Linked DNA regions of Rattus norvegicus: region 1 is linked to region 2. The links are chromatin contacts, called in public Hi-C maps. All regions are on one chromosome and are shown on one strand. Each heading gives the region's core, a stretch centred on a gene start, on an enhancer-like site or on the middle of the called end of the contact. The rest is flanking DNA. Distances are from core to core; before and after follow the strand shown.

Evidence for each region. Hi-C and Micro-C count contacts between places; a contact is called where the count stands out from the background.
Region 1: a contact with region 2 is called in a Hi-C map of the A7r5 cell line, with 6 times the contacts expected there. The contact joins two enhancer-like sites. A contact is called at or near these places in 4 of 12 Hi-C or Micro-C datasets (the A7r5 cell line, Schwann cells, mammary epithelial cells and 1 more) and 1 of 1 datasets of contacts at active chromatin or transcription factors (oligodendrocytes).

What each region holds. Positions count from the first base shown.
Region 1 is chr11:84,538,317-84,545,145 of GRCr8, reverse strand. It overlaps LOC134481019 (a long non-coding RNA gene), which reads right to left. Exons shown (of 2, transcript XR_010056167.1): 2 at 2,696-3,041. Among named protein-coding and RNA genes, the nearest start is that of Opa1, 150 kb to the left of the region's middle. Within about 2 kb of position 2,870, at least 9 of the 93 cell types and tissues checked have an H3K27ac peak or open chromatin away from gene starts, as enhancers often do. A contact at or near this core is called in the A7r5 cell line, where this site is marked.
Region 2 is chr11:84,355,087-84,361,657 of GRCr8, reverse strand. No RefSeq gene overlaps it. Among named protein-coding and RNA genes, the nearest start is that of Hes1, 150 kb to the right of the region's middle. Within about 2 kb of position 1,632, at least 15 of the 93 cell types and tissues checked have an H3K27ac peak or open chromatin away from gene starts, as enhancers often do. A contact at or near this core is called in the A7r5 cell line, where this site is marked.

The sequences.
Region 1 (6,829 bases), core at 1,621-4,120, 180 kb before region 2:
TAGCCCTTCTGACATTTACCACTCTCCCAGCCCAAAACTATGTCACCACCCACCCCATCCCCGCACCCCCACCCCATCCCCCGCTACCCCACTCCATCCCCAATTGACTGTGGCCACCTCCTGAGCATGGACTGGACATCACTTAACCCGGAGTCCCCATGGACCCAGAACACCACCCAAAGAGTCACAGGAAGGACTTTCATACTCAGAAGACACCTTTCTGATCATTCTGATCAGCACCAGTCGGAGGAAGCGTGACTTAAAAGACCAGACAGACTACATTTGCTTGTCTCCTTTGCTCTGGAGCTGGGGCCACAGGCAGGGAATGCAAACAATGTGGCCATGCCAGTCCCTGAGAGGTCTGGAAATGCTTTTCTAATTGAGCTGCAGGCTGCCTGGAGGGGAGACAGGGATGGAGAGCAGTGAGGGCTGGAAGGGCAAAGAGGAAGAAGGATGTCTGGTACCTGCCTGGGTGCTTTGAACCCTGGTGAGCTTTGAGACACCCCCACCCCAAGGCACCACCTATGGTGGTGAGAGAAGGGAGGGGCAGGGATCTGTCCCTGTTAGAGGTTAATCCCTGAGGTGTTTCCTTCATTGGAGCTCCTGTTTGTTCCCATTCATGGGGCCACCTTGAACCAATATACTTGCTGTGACAGGAAATGTGTATAGGGATAAGCTTGGAAACTTCTGCAGAGTGTTTGTGGAGCGCTAGACATCCCACCCCACCACAAACATGGGCGGTAAGGGGACTTACATTTTTAACACACTAGGATACACACACACATTCTACTTGGGCTCTCTCTCCTTCTGTTTTCCATCAGACAGCTTTAGCTGGTCTCTGGCTCTTCAAGGCCTCTGGTCCCCCACTCTTGTTTGTATTTTGGGGGCGACATCAAACAAGAGTGGCGACAATTGGAGCATGAGTAAGATGACGCCCTGCACCAGCTTAGTAGAAGGCACAGCTTGGGAGGATATTTGGCATGGCTGGCTGTCGAAGATTGAGGGGGTCGCTGTAGCAGAGGTGACTCACAAAGCCCCATGGGAAAGTGTTGCAGTCTCAATAGGTTAGAAAGCGGTTCCTTACACTCACAGGAACTCACAGGGCTAGTCAAAGCTTTCCCCTCCCTTTACCTGGGACCTTCTTAAGGAATAACTATTCAGACAAACTTTCTATTCCTCTGTTCCTCTCTCAACAGTCTGAGGAGTATCAACTGCCCAGAACGAGGAGTCTGGCTAGCATCAGGAGTCTAGCATCAACTAGCTTAGAACCAGGGGCCAAATTAGAGATGAGCTTCCTCTCCAAATCTGAAGGGCCAGGGACACTCAGGAGCAGAGAACCAGAGGCCAGTCATCAGGACACTCACTGAGCCATGCCAATACTTAGGGTTCCACAGTTTATTTATTTATTTATTCTTTAAATATTTTATTTATTTATTATATATGAGTACACTGTAGCTGTCTTCAGACACCAGAAGAGGGCATCAGATCTCATTACAGATGGTTGTGAGCCACCATGTAGTTGCTGGGATTTGAACTCATTACCTCTGGTAGAACAGTCGGTGCTCTTAACCACTGAGCCATCTCTCCAGCCCGGGGCTACACAATTTAAATACCACATTTAGACATTTAAATGTTTGCTGTGTGAGCCAGGCTGGCCCAGACTCCCAGCACAACAAACAAAGGGTTAGGATAGCAAGGGTCTTTTGCCTGGAGTGGGGAAGTGGGGGTGCATCCAAATTTAGGGTGAAAGCTTTCCCCCGTGTCCTCTGGGGCCTGGGACTAGAACAAAGTCACCAGAACCTTTGAAAAGAAGATGCCCTTGGGTCCCAGACAAGATGGTGAGCACTAGACAGATGTGTTCAGATTTGAGTGTGCACCTCAGGGATGAACTGGCATGGTTTTCCTTGAGGAAAGGCCCAGAGGCCTGGCTCAGAATCACCTGCCTGCCATTAACTTTGGGAGAGATGATCCCACAGATAACATTTCTCCCTACCAACAGTCTAGTCCTGTGTAAGAAGCTGAGGATAAGCTCTTGGATCAGATGAACAGCACACAGCAGCTCTCTGTCTTCCTGCAGAGGGAAGCCAGTGTCCCCAAGACAAGGACTGTGGCATACTCCCACACCCCTCTCCAGACACATAATAGCAGGTGTGACCATCTTCTTATACTGCCCTTATAGCTGTTTCTTAGGAAAAGAACTTGGATCATTAGGAGAGGAGACAGGGCTACATTCCCAGCCATTCTTGCAGCTGGAGTGGTCAATGAGATGTGAGCAGAAGTCACCAGGTGGTCTTCAAGGGGGCTGACTTATTGGATGGGGCCTCATGGCGACCCCTGCATTTTCCTACTTCCTTTCTGGAAAGCACTGAGAAGGCAGGGGCTTATGGTCATCTTGGCCCATGAAGCCATAGAGCCAAGAGCTCTAGGATGCTTGATGATCCTGTGGACTGCAGCCTCTCTACACATGTATTCTCAGACATCTCTGCCAATTGTGCCTGAATCTGGCAAAAATCATGGTGACTAGGATGTGGTTGGTCTGGGCCAGGCAGACTTCCTTACACACACTCATACACAGTGAACCCCTGATGCCTGGAGACGCACACAGGTTGTCTGTGGCCTAGGGGGTCAAGCTGGGGCTGAGCCTGGCAAAGGCAAGATGTTAAACAGTGAGTGTCTGTGCTTTAAAACAACAGTCTTAAAAGAAAGAAAGTTTCACCTTAAATTAGGGATCAGTTTGAGCCCTCTGGCTCTGAGGTAGGAGCCAGAGATGTCCTGGCTGTCCTGGGTGGAGGTGTGCGGGGTGTTGGGAGAAGTGGCTTCTTGGGCAGCCTCTTTCAAGTGTCTCCATCCTTTGGACCCATAGGGGGCACTAAGGAACTGTGGATCTTGTCTTCTTTCTAGCCGAGGTCTGTGCTAAGACCTCCAGACCTTCAGCCATCCCTGGAGGAGCTGTGGAAGAGGGATGAGGGCTAGCGCAGGGCATGACTAGGTTCTAGTAGATGGAATGAAGTCTTCTCTCACCTCCCATCATGCTTAACGATCTAAAATGTAAAAAGGGGAGAATATGTGATTCAAAAGCCCGAAGACAAAACCACTGACCTCCCAACTCTGTCACCCCACCATAGGGGCGGCCTTCTCCCTTCCAACCCCCACCTTAGATTAGGAAGAGGCCTGGGAGACCACTCACTTGGCAGCCGAGGAAAGAGAAGGCCCGCAAGGCTAAGCAATGAGTGCAAAGTGAAGCCAGCCACCAGCCGCTGCTCTGGGACGGTAATCTCGGTGTTCCAACTTCCAGTCTAGCGGCGCCCCCACCCCCATGCCCAACACGCCCCCTCCACTGCCTGGGCCACATTTGTTTTCTTTTCCGGGCCCTGGGGGACTCTGGCAGGGCTGGGGGTCTGATGTGAACTGGAATCTGTTCAATTTCACCTCTCATTGCGCCTGCCAGCTCCGCTGACGGAGGCAATTAGAACCAGACATCCCACAAGGGCATTCCAGGAAGCTCTCTTAAAATTCCACAGCGGCTGGGGACTTGCCTTTTCCTGCAGGGATCATCTGGTGTGTAAATAGCTAGTTGTGTAAGACACGGGATGGGAGGAGGGAATCTCTCTCCCTCTTACACACACACACACACAACACACACACACACACACACACACACACACACACACACACCCAATACGCATTCATCCACAGAGAGACAAAAAAATCCCAGCAACCCTATTACTTTTAACCTTCTGAAGGGAGAAGTTAGGAATTTACAGGCCTCCCCTGGGAGCATCTAATTGCTTGCTTCCTGGGATGGCTGCCGTGTTTGCCTTGGACGGTGGGTGGCAGGGACACTGGGGAACTAGGGCAAGACGTCCCAGGCTCTCTTCTACCCACTGCAGATGGCTGTTCCCCACTCTCTCCCCCGACTTCTCAGGGATAGGCTTGTAGGGGTTGGAGGTCAGTGTAGCTAGTAGTCATATATAACTACCCGTGGTCACGAGGAAGCCACAAAGAGGAAATGGGAAGGTGAAACTCTGGCTCAGAAGCTGTCTATTTCCTCTAACCCACTTTACACCCCTGCATTGGAAACGGGGCAGCCCCGGGGGCCAGGAGCCAACAGGAGCCCTGTTTTCCAAGCTCCCATTTCTCTGTTGTCACTTGAAACCTGGCTTTGGCCAACAATGTGCTACTGTGTAAGCAGACCCACAGAACCTTTTGTGGGAGGCACTGAGAAAGAGCTTAAAGGTATTGGGAAGACAGCTGGGGAAGTATGTCTACTTCCTCTCACCCACGGGGGGTGGGGCGCGGGGATGGGAGGCAGCTTCTCATAGGGACTTAGACGAGGCTAGCAGGGATGGCCTTCTGTCAAGTCTACATTCCCCAAGCTATAGAGCCCATCTCTTTGTTCCCCAGCCTGGGGTGCTGTCATCACCAGAGCACAGCCCCTCCCAGCTCCTCCTTTGACACTGGATTTTGGTGTAATACGGTATCTAAGTAGGAACAAAACAATTCTAAAGAACTAATTGCTATGAGGCTTAACAGACAAGCTAAAAACTCTGACTGCCTTCACAAAGATGTCCTGGGCTTTGGGATGAATTGGTGACTAGTCACTAGTTGGGGGTGGGTGTCTTCCTTTTGAAATAGGGTCTTCGGTGTGTACCCCAGACGGATCTTCCTTCCCATCCCACACTCCCAGTTCTGGGGTCACAGATGTGCCACCAACCCTAGCTCCGGAGCCTGCAATCGGTGACAGCATGTTACTGATTGAGTTTTCCTCCGTGCTTCCGGTTCACCGGTGATCTCTGCTTCCTGATGTCTCTTAGGTCTCTGTCTGTGTTCCAGATGCAGCCGGAATCACCAGACCAGCACTCAGGGAGGGAGGGGAAGAGGAGGATTCACTGAGCCAATTAGCTGGTGGTTTTGGTGTGTGGAAGGGAAAGATTGATTTATTTGTTCACTCGACTCCAAAGACTTAATGTTGAGTATTGTGTAGGGCAGAGAGGAGAGGGTGACGGAGGAGAGGGACACAAGGCTTCATCGTGAGGAATTCAAACTTAAGGGCTGGTGGGTGGCTCTAATTAGCTCTAATATAGAGACAGAGCCTTACAAGGAAAGGAGGACTAGAGGTCAGGACAGAGGGAATCACTTCTGTTGACAGTAAGTGAAGAAGGATTGCTGGAGTCCGTGGCATTGGAACTCTGAATTGGTCTATGCCATGCAGGAGTGGGTGAGAGGACAATCCAGTGTGGGGTGGCAGCAGGGAAGAGAGTGATGGTTGGTTAGGTGACCACAGAGGGTCACATTGGTTGGTTAAACTGATTGGAGTCAGAAAGAGCAGTTTGAGCCATCAGGTTTGAGGAATCTGTTTTGACTTTGTGAGTGGACAACACATGGGCACAGCTACCCTCGGGAAAGGTCAGCAGCAGCGTGTGCAGGGTGCATACACGCCACCCTAAAGCATGGGGCGGGGTTGTGGACTATCTGAGCTCTGCTGAGTGAACATCACTCCTCCCCTTTCGGCATGAATCTACAGCTCTCAGAGAGAACTGTGGTCCTGGGTTTAAATGGGTCCGAATCAATAGTGGTCCTCAGCAGGATGGAAACCAGGTGCCTTTTCTGAGGGTGGGTGCCCCTCTGAGGCTGAGGCTGGGTGCCTCTCTGAGGCTGGGTGCCCTTCTGAGGCTGAGGCTGGGTACTCTTCTGAGGCCGGGTGCCCTTCTGAGGCCAGCCAGCTCTTTTGCTCTTCATTAATATTTGTTTTTAGTTTATATTTATGTGTCTCTCTGTGTGTGCTTACACACACACATATGCATGTCCATGGATACCAGAAGATGGTTTGAAGCCCCCTGAAGCTGGAGTTGCCAGAGTCTGTGGGCCACCTGATGCAGGTGCTCGAACCGAACCTCAGTTCTCTGGGAAAGCATGCAGTGCGCTAAGATCGTGAGCCGCCTCTTGTTTTGGTTTTTTTTTTTGTTTTTTTTTTTTTTTGTTTCTTTTTTTTCTGGAGCTGGGGACCGAACCCAGGGCCTTGTGCTTGCTAGGCAAGCGCTCTACCACTGAGCTAAATCCCCAACCCGTGAGCCGCCTCTCTAGTTCAGCTTTACGCTTCACTTACGTCTTTAAAAATCCATACATACGTGAGTAACAGCAGCTAATGAAAGAAGAGGGCATAAATTTGAAAGAGAGCAGGGGGAGTAGAAGACAGGGAAGAGGGAGATGGTGTAATTGTATTAGAATCTGGAAAAGTAAAAGAAATAATTTGTTTGTTTTTTTTTTAAAAAACAAAGAGGTAAACTTGAAAAAGTTGTTAAAAACAAACAAAAACAAAACAAAATTTTAAAAAAAACGAAGAAGTTCATATAAACTGTCATCGGTAGAATATCTAGACAGTGAGTAAGTGGTCTTCGGCCATCCTAATGCTGCCACCCTTTGATATGGTTCCTCACGTCATGGTCACCCCCAACCATAGCGTTATTTTTGTTGCTACTTCATAACCGGGATTCTGCTACTGTGATGAACTGCAATGTAAATTATCCGATATGCAGAATGGTCTTAGGTGACCCCTGTGAAAGGGTCATTTGACCTCTCTAAGGGGTCACAACCCGTAGGTTGAGAACCTCTGACCTAGGTGGTGACTCCATTTTCCCCCACTGCTCCTCTGTTAGGAGGCTGTTTATCAAACGTCTCCAGTGAGGGAGAGCTCACTTCCTCATGGCATAGTGCAGGAACAGGTCGGGCCCCGCCAAGAGAATGGGAAAGACCCTCTCCCGTAGCTATGACCCACGCCCACACCCCTGCCCACTCATGCTCCTCATTAACTCTGAAAGAACACCTGGGT
Region 2 (6,571 bases), core at 383-2,882:
AAATTAAATGGCCTGCCCTCTAAAAATAAATCAGCCAAATGGAGAGGAGCTTTGCTGAACTAAGGTTTGATTTCAATGTCCATGTGTAAATATTTCTTTAAGGTTCCATTCATTATCTATATATTGAGGCTCCAGCATATTGTAAAACAGAATTTGAAACAAAATATTGAAACACATTTCCATGCCTAGATAAATTCTCTGAATCAACAGCAGGAAGAAAGTCAGAGTCAGAGGCGTAAAGCCACTAACATGCCTTGGCCAGGTTTTGTTGGGTTGATTAGACGTTTATTACAGGTTGAACTGATAAGAGAAATCATGAAGAGAAGCTAAAAATTGTGGTATTTAAAGCCAATTTGAATCGACTGAAGACATACAGGTAAGCGAGTGAAGCATGGTGTTAATGCCGGATAATAGCAGATAACCCAGAAAGCAAAAGAGTTAAGAAAAATAGAAGTATGCATTTTCTCAACGTGCTCAGAAGATGACCAAGCAAATTGTACAGTGGAGTTGGGAATAGAGAAGGCTGAAAAAATGCAAAATGGCTGTTCAAGGGGACAGTTGCTTTATAAGACCTCTACTCTGAATAACTTGTTAAAGATTATTCTTAGAAAGCAAAAGTTCTTCTCTCTTTTCCTTTTATTTTATTTTTTTTAATTCCAAGAAAGACACAGATTTAAGGGTCTGTCCCAGATGTGTACCAACATTAAAATATTCACTACGAAGCCATGGGAGCCCTACTGTCTAAGACAATCAGGTAAATCAGAACGAAGGATTTACACTCGAAACTACCCATAACAAAACAGATCACAAACACCTACTACCACACTACCCTCCATCAGTTTCTAAATGATAAGGGTTGGGGTTGGTTTTTTTTTTTCCGGGGTGGGGGGGTTTCAAGTATTAAAGATATTTCTCACTATTTGCTCTTGACAAGTAAAAAGGAAAGCATCTCCCCTATAAAGACTGTAAAAGAGTCTGAAAAGACAAGCATCTGCATTTTGGTTTTCAAACAGCTGTGTTTGGTCTACTAAAGGAAAAAAAAAGGCCAGCACTTAGGAGGCAGAGGCAGGTGGAGCTGAGTTTGAGGCCAACCTGGGTCTAGAGAGTGAGTTCCAGAATAGCTTGGGCTGCATAGAGAAACCCTGGAGAGAGGCAGGGGGTGGGGGTGGGGGTGGGGGATGGGGCAATGAGTAAACAAAAATCATTTACTTTGGATTTTTCTTTGTGTGCGTCTAATTTCTTTTCCTGGGTATAGTCTGTGAGCATCAGATCCTACCCTCTACACTTGGCTAATCCCTCCCGTTTTCTCATCACCTGAGTAAGGACACCTCCCAGCAAGAAAGTGTTTCAGAAGGAGGCTAAAAGCTGAGAAAGAATGCCAGCAAAGGCTGGACAGCCAGCCAACCAGAGCAGAGTCCAGGCTTTCATGCCCAGGGTCTCAAAACCACTGAAAGAGAAGATCGGAAGAGTCACAGACATGGCGTTTGGGGGTGGGGGGACTGCTGTTCTCTTCACTCCTTTGCAGAATGACTGTCAAGGTGAGGTGGTTTCTAGATTGAGCAAGTATGATGGTTGAATAAAGGAGAAAGAATTCAGGGCCCAGTGACAAATATCAGACATTGCCAGAGAGCAAGTGGTGAGTCACTGGGTGACATCAGACTGGGTTGTGGGCAGCAGGAATCTAACAATGAACAGCTCTTTGGTTTCAAAATGCCAAGCGGACGGACTCTGGCTCCTATCGTTTGCACCCCAAACCAGGGCACTTTTGAGAGAAAAGGGGGTGAATTATAATTATACTGGGGGAGCCCGTATGAGCAGAGACTGCCCCAGATTAATGTGCTTACTGCTGTCCCTACTTACAGTCCCCTCCAAAGCCAAGAGAGCAAATGGTAGCAGCCCTCTGAATCTCCCTCCAGACAAAGCTCAGCTGACTTCTTGCCTGCAAAGAGGCAGTCACGGTGACAAGGGGTGGGCTCTGGAGGAGTTATATCATTGAACAGGTTCAGGAACTGGGCAAGCCACACTCTTAGCATGTATTGGAGACTTAATGTTGTTCTTTGTGATCGTGAAGATGGTGAGATGCGTATGCAGAATCTACATGTAAATTTGAGAGCAGAAAGAATGAGAGGGGAGGGGAGAGAGAAAGGGAGTGGAGAACAAGACGGGGTAATGAAGTTAGACACACTGAAGCAGGAAAGACTATTTGGGGTAAGGAAGGGGACCAGCAAGGGAGAGAAAGTAGAAGTGGGGGGGGGGATGAGAAGATAGATAAAAACCAACGTATAATGGCATGTATGTGTAGCCATGCTGTGAGATGCATTATTTGACGTGATAACTTTAAAAAAACAATAATTTTTAAAAAGATGGTGAAAAGTCTATTAGACTGTTTCCTCGCTGGTGAACTTCAGTTCTCCCAAAAGCATCTGACCCCACGAGATCTCTGTCCGGCCATCTTGTCTAAACCTTGGGAGGCAACGTCCATTGTGAAGGACTGGGCATGCAGGCCTTAGTGTCCCACAGGTAGAAGCCTGTGAAGCACATGAGGTTTCAGTCATTGTTCATTTGGGTGAGGTAATGTAGCAACACTGCCAAAGCACAGCCGGAAGACTTGTAGAAACAGGTCTGAAGCCTTTCCCACGCCAGGTGCAGGGAGCCTTTGAGTTCGAGCTACCCCAGCCCAACCGATCTATTCATGACTCACGTGAGAAGAATGTTCACTGCTTAGGGAGGAAATGGGAAGCCCGACCTCAACTCAACCGGCACACAAAGAGATCCTCTGCTCCCCTCCCCAGTGACCTAAGGCAGTCGGTGCATCTCCACGATGGTCCCCAAGAGACTTCGGGTGACACAGTCACAGTCGGCCCCTAAACAACTGGGGATGTGTTCTGGTAGAGAGCTGTGGCAAGGAGGCTGTCTTAGTTAAATTTCCTGCTGCGTTGATAAAATGCCCTGACAAATACAACTTAAGGGAGAAAGGGTTTCTTTTTGTCTCACAGTCCCAGGGTTCAGTTCGTCATGGGAGATGAGCAGGAGCTTGAGGCTCTGCTCACATTGTGTCCAGAGTCAGGAAGTGAGATTGGTGAACACTTATGCTCAGCTTCCTGTTTTTTCAGAGTCAAAGACCCCAGCCTAGGGAATGGCACCGTCCACAGTGGACAAGTCTTCCCACCTCAATTAATCTAATTGAGATAACACACCACAGGCACGTGCAGAAACCCATCTCCCAGGTGATTCTAGATCCGTCCAAAGAGACAGGTGAAGTTAATCACAGGGTACAGTGGGTAACCACAGAGACCAAGTGTCAGGCTATAAGACTGAGGTAGAACACATGCCACTGGGTGGGTTGTGCAGTCATATACTCAGTGACTCTTGGGCATTCTGGAGTCACAACCTGCCTCATAAAAACTTTCCAGGGCATATCCTCACAACTGGTCTCCCAGTATTTGTATCTGCCCTCTGAGTTGCAGCCTGAAGGATTTCCTAAAACACAGGCACATGTAGTCTTTCAGAGCACCTCCCAGGGTGGAGGGGAATCGGTTTGTGAGCAGGAGTGTCCTGCAAACAGCTCAGTGATTCTCATCCTCTAATTCCAGACTTCCATGACCCCTCATGTGAGAGTCAAGATGACCCGCCCTTCCTCCTCCTGCAGCCAACTTACTCTCAGCTGCTCCTTGGCATCTAAGCACTTTTCGTATTCCTTTATCTCTCTAAACCCTTTCTTTTGCCCACACCATCCTATCTTCCTTTGAAAGTATTAGACGGCTATGCCCATCTGAGAGGCCACCCGTTCAGCGGAGAGGACGTGCCTATCCCAACTCTGCCGACGCTCTCAAGTCAAGCCGCTGCTGGGTGGCTATGTCACCTGGATTGGCACCAATGGTGCCATGGAATGTCTTCACCCGCACAGTGATTCAGAAAGCCTGAAGGCAGGAAGCCGTCAGTCAATCTGTTTGTCCTCGGTGTCTGTGCTAATATCTGTCATACAGCTAGCTGCTGTCTAGCTGCTGTGGAGCCATGGGGCAACACAGAGTTCTGTAGGATCTCGTTCATGGTTTGTTTTTCTCAGGCCTCAAAACCCGAAGCTTGGAAGGAATGGCACCAAGAAAATGTCTTTATGCTTGAGTCTGAAAGACAATGATCAAAATAGTTAAACTACAGAAGTGGACTGAGGACTTTATAATCGTGGAAGGAGAAGAGAAGGAGGAAGAAGAAGAGGAGGAAGAAGAGGAAGATGAAGAGAAAGAGGAGGAAGAAGAACAGGAGGAGGAAGGAGAGGAAGATGAAGAGGAGGAAGAGGAAGAGGAAGAGGAAGAAGAGGAGGAAGAGGAAGAGAAGGAGGAGGAAGGAGGAGGAGAAGAAGAAGAAGAAGAAGAAGAAGAAGAAGAAGAAGAAGAAGAAGAAGAAGAAGAAGACAACTATTATTATTATTGCTATAGTCTACTCCTGTCATCTCCTCTCCACAATGAGCTAAATATATTCGGCTACACAGCCTTCTAGGAAGCAGGTGAAACCTGTTCATGAGACTCAAACTGGTTCCATGCAGCTCAAGGACTACAGATTTTTAAAAGGAAAGAGAGAGGAAAATTGATGCAAGTAGATGGGAACTGAGCAGAGGTAGCATTCAGAAGGTAGAGGGAGGGCCCAGAGACTCCATGATAAAAGCACAGAACTGCAAGAGCCCCTCCCCCCACACACAGTCCTCGAGGGTGAGGAAGAATCAAGTCTGTGGAAGTGCACTATGTGCTCTGGGGTTTAGTATAAAATCAGGAGGCAGTGAGGCAGTGCGTCCTCCACATGCAAGGCTGAGTCAGTGAACCTGGGTTGTACTAGTCCTCCGGTGAGTTTCCAGCCCCTCCCCCCACAAAAAGACAGGGCCCAAGATTTATAAAGAATACACCAAAGCATTCTGCATGCTTCTCAAGGCAGAAGGTGATTGTTACAAGCAAACCAAAGACTCTTGTGCCAAGAGCAACAAGTTAAAAAAAAAAAAAATAGAAATGGGAGGGGGTGGGGAAGCTCATCAGAAACCAGAATGATCCTCCCCCTCCAGCAAATCCAGAGGGAAGGGGACTGGAGGCGCCCCACAGGCATTCTCCCGTGGAGCTGGAGCCAGCAAGGCTGTCCTGGAAAATGCTTCTGTCCCGTACTGAGGAACCCCTGGAAACCTGTCAAGACAATATTGGTGGAAGTACATGCTAACTGTGAAATTAAGTCCTCTGGGACTTGGAGATCTAGGCTCACCCCATGTATCTCAGAATCGGCTCCACATGGTCCCGTCATATGGATAGACGGCCCCTGCCCCATCACTTCAGACATCTTGATACAACTTTCCTACATTCAGCCAAATATTTTCCCTGGAGAGTAAAAGAAACGACAACAGGGAGAGAGACCTAACAGAATTAATGGCTCCTCGGGTACATGGAGAGGAGTCTGATGTTCCAAACCAAACATCCCTGTCCCCATGACCTTCTATCATCTGGGTTCCAGTTGCTTGCTCTCCTGGCTGAGATCCTGGAGGTATCTATGATCAGAATGAAGTTAGAAGTAACCGGAACCAGCGTCATTCAAACTGACACCACATGGTCACATTGCGGCTAAATCTGGGTCCTCATGTGCACAGGCTGATGGCAACACCCTTGGACGTATGGGAAGGAACGCCTGATACCACCCATCTCCTTGTCCCCAAAGCCACCTGAAAACATTACGTCGCTCCTAATGCAAACACACAGTGGACAGGGAGGGTGACCAAGCCCCAACAGCTGTCATCTCTCTCCAGAATCTCCCTTTGTTCTCCCCCCACCTCAACCCCCTTAGTCTGGTTCTGACTGGGATGACATGTAACTTCCTCAGAGCCTTTCTATCATCTCTGGTTCTCGGTTTGGACAGCTCTTCGCTCTGCACAGGGAATCTGTGTCCCATGGACACTCCTCATCCCCAAAGCAAGAGGCTTCACAGGTTCCGCTAAGAGGCACCAAGGAGGAAATATTACTTCCTGGTTAACAGACTGAAATCCCGACCACGGAAGTCGGCGATAGAATCAAGTTCCGCAACTACATACAATATGATGGGCTCATCCTGGGGCCTCCACAGCCCATCCTACCATTCCCCTACTTCTCGGGAATTCCACCGGCACCTCAGAATGCAGCCATGGGCCAGATTCCTCAAAAAGACGAGCAGTCTGGAGGAATTAGGAAGTTGTAGCTACATAAGAAATTGGCTCCCGAAACTGCTCGGCAGTGCTGGAGCACGCCTTTAATCCCAGCGCTCAGGAGGCAGAAGCAGGCGGATCTCTGGGTTCTGGGCCAGCCTGGTCTACAGAGTGAATTAAAAAAAAAAAAAAAGGCTCCTCGCCTCATTGAGACATCAAACACTGCCTCGAAGGGCCTGTACTCAAGTATCTCATTTGAATCGAGACAATCCAGTGACAAAAACGGACCTGGCATTGTCTAGATGGGGAAACTGAGGCTCGGAGATGAGAATGCGAATTATCCCCCAATTAATATAACTAACCAGAAGAGGGGTCGATTAGAACTGAAGCCTCCAGTTGCTGTCTGATGCTCTACGCTAGCGC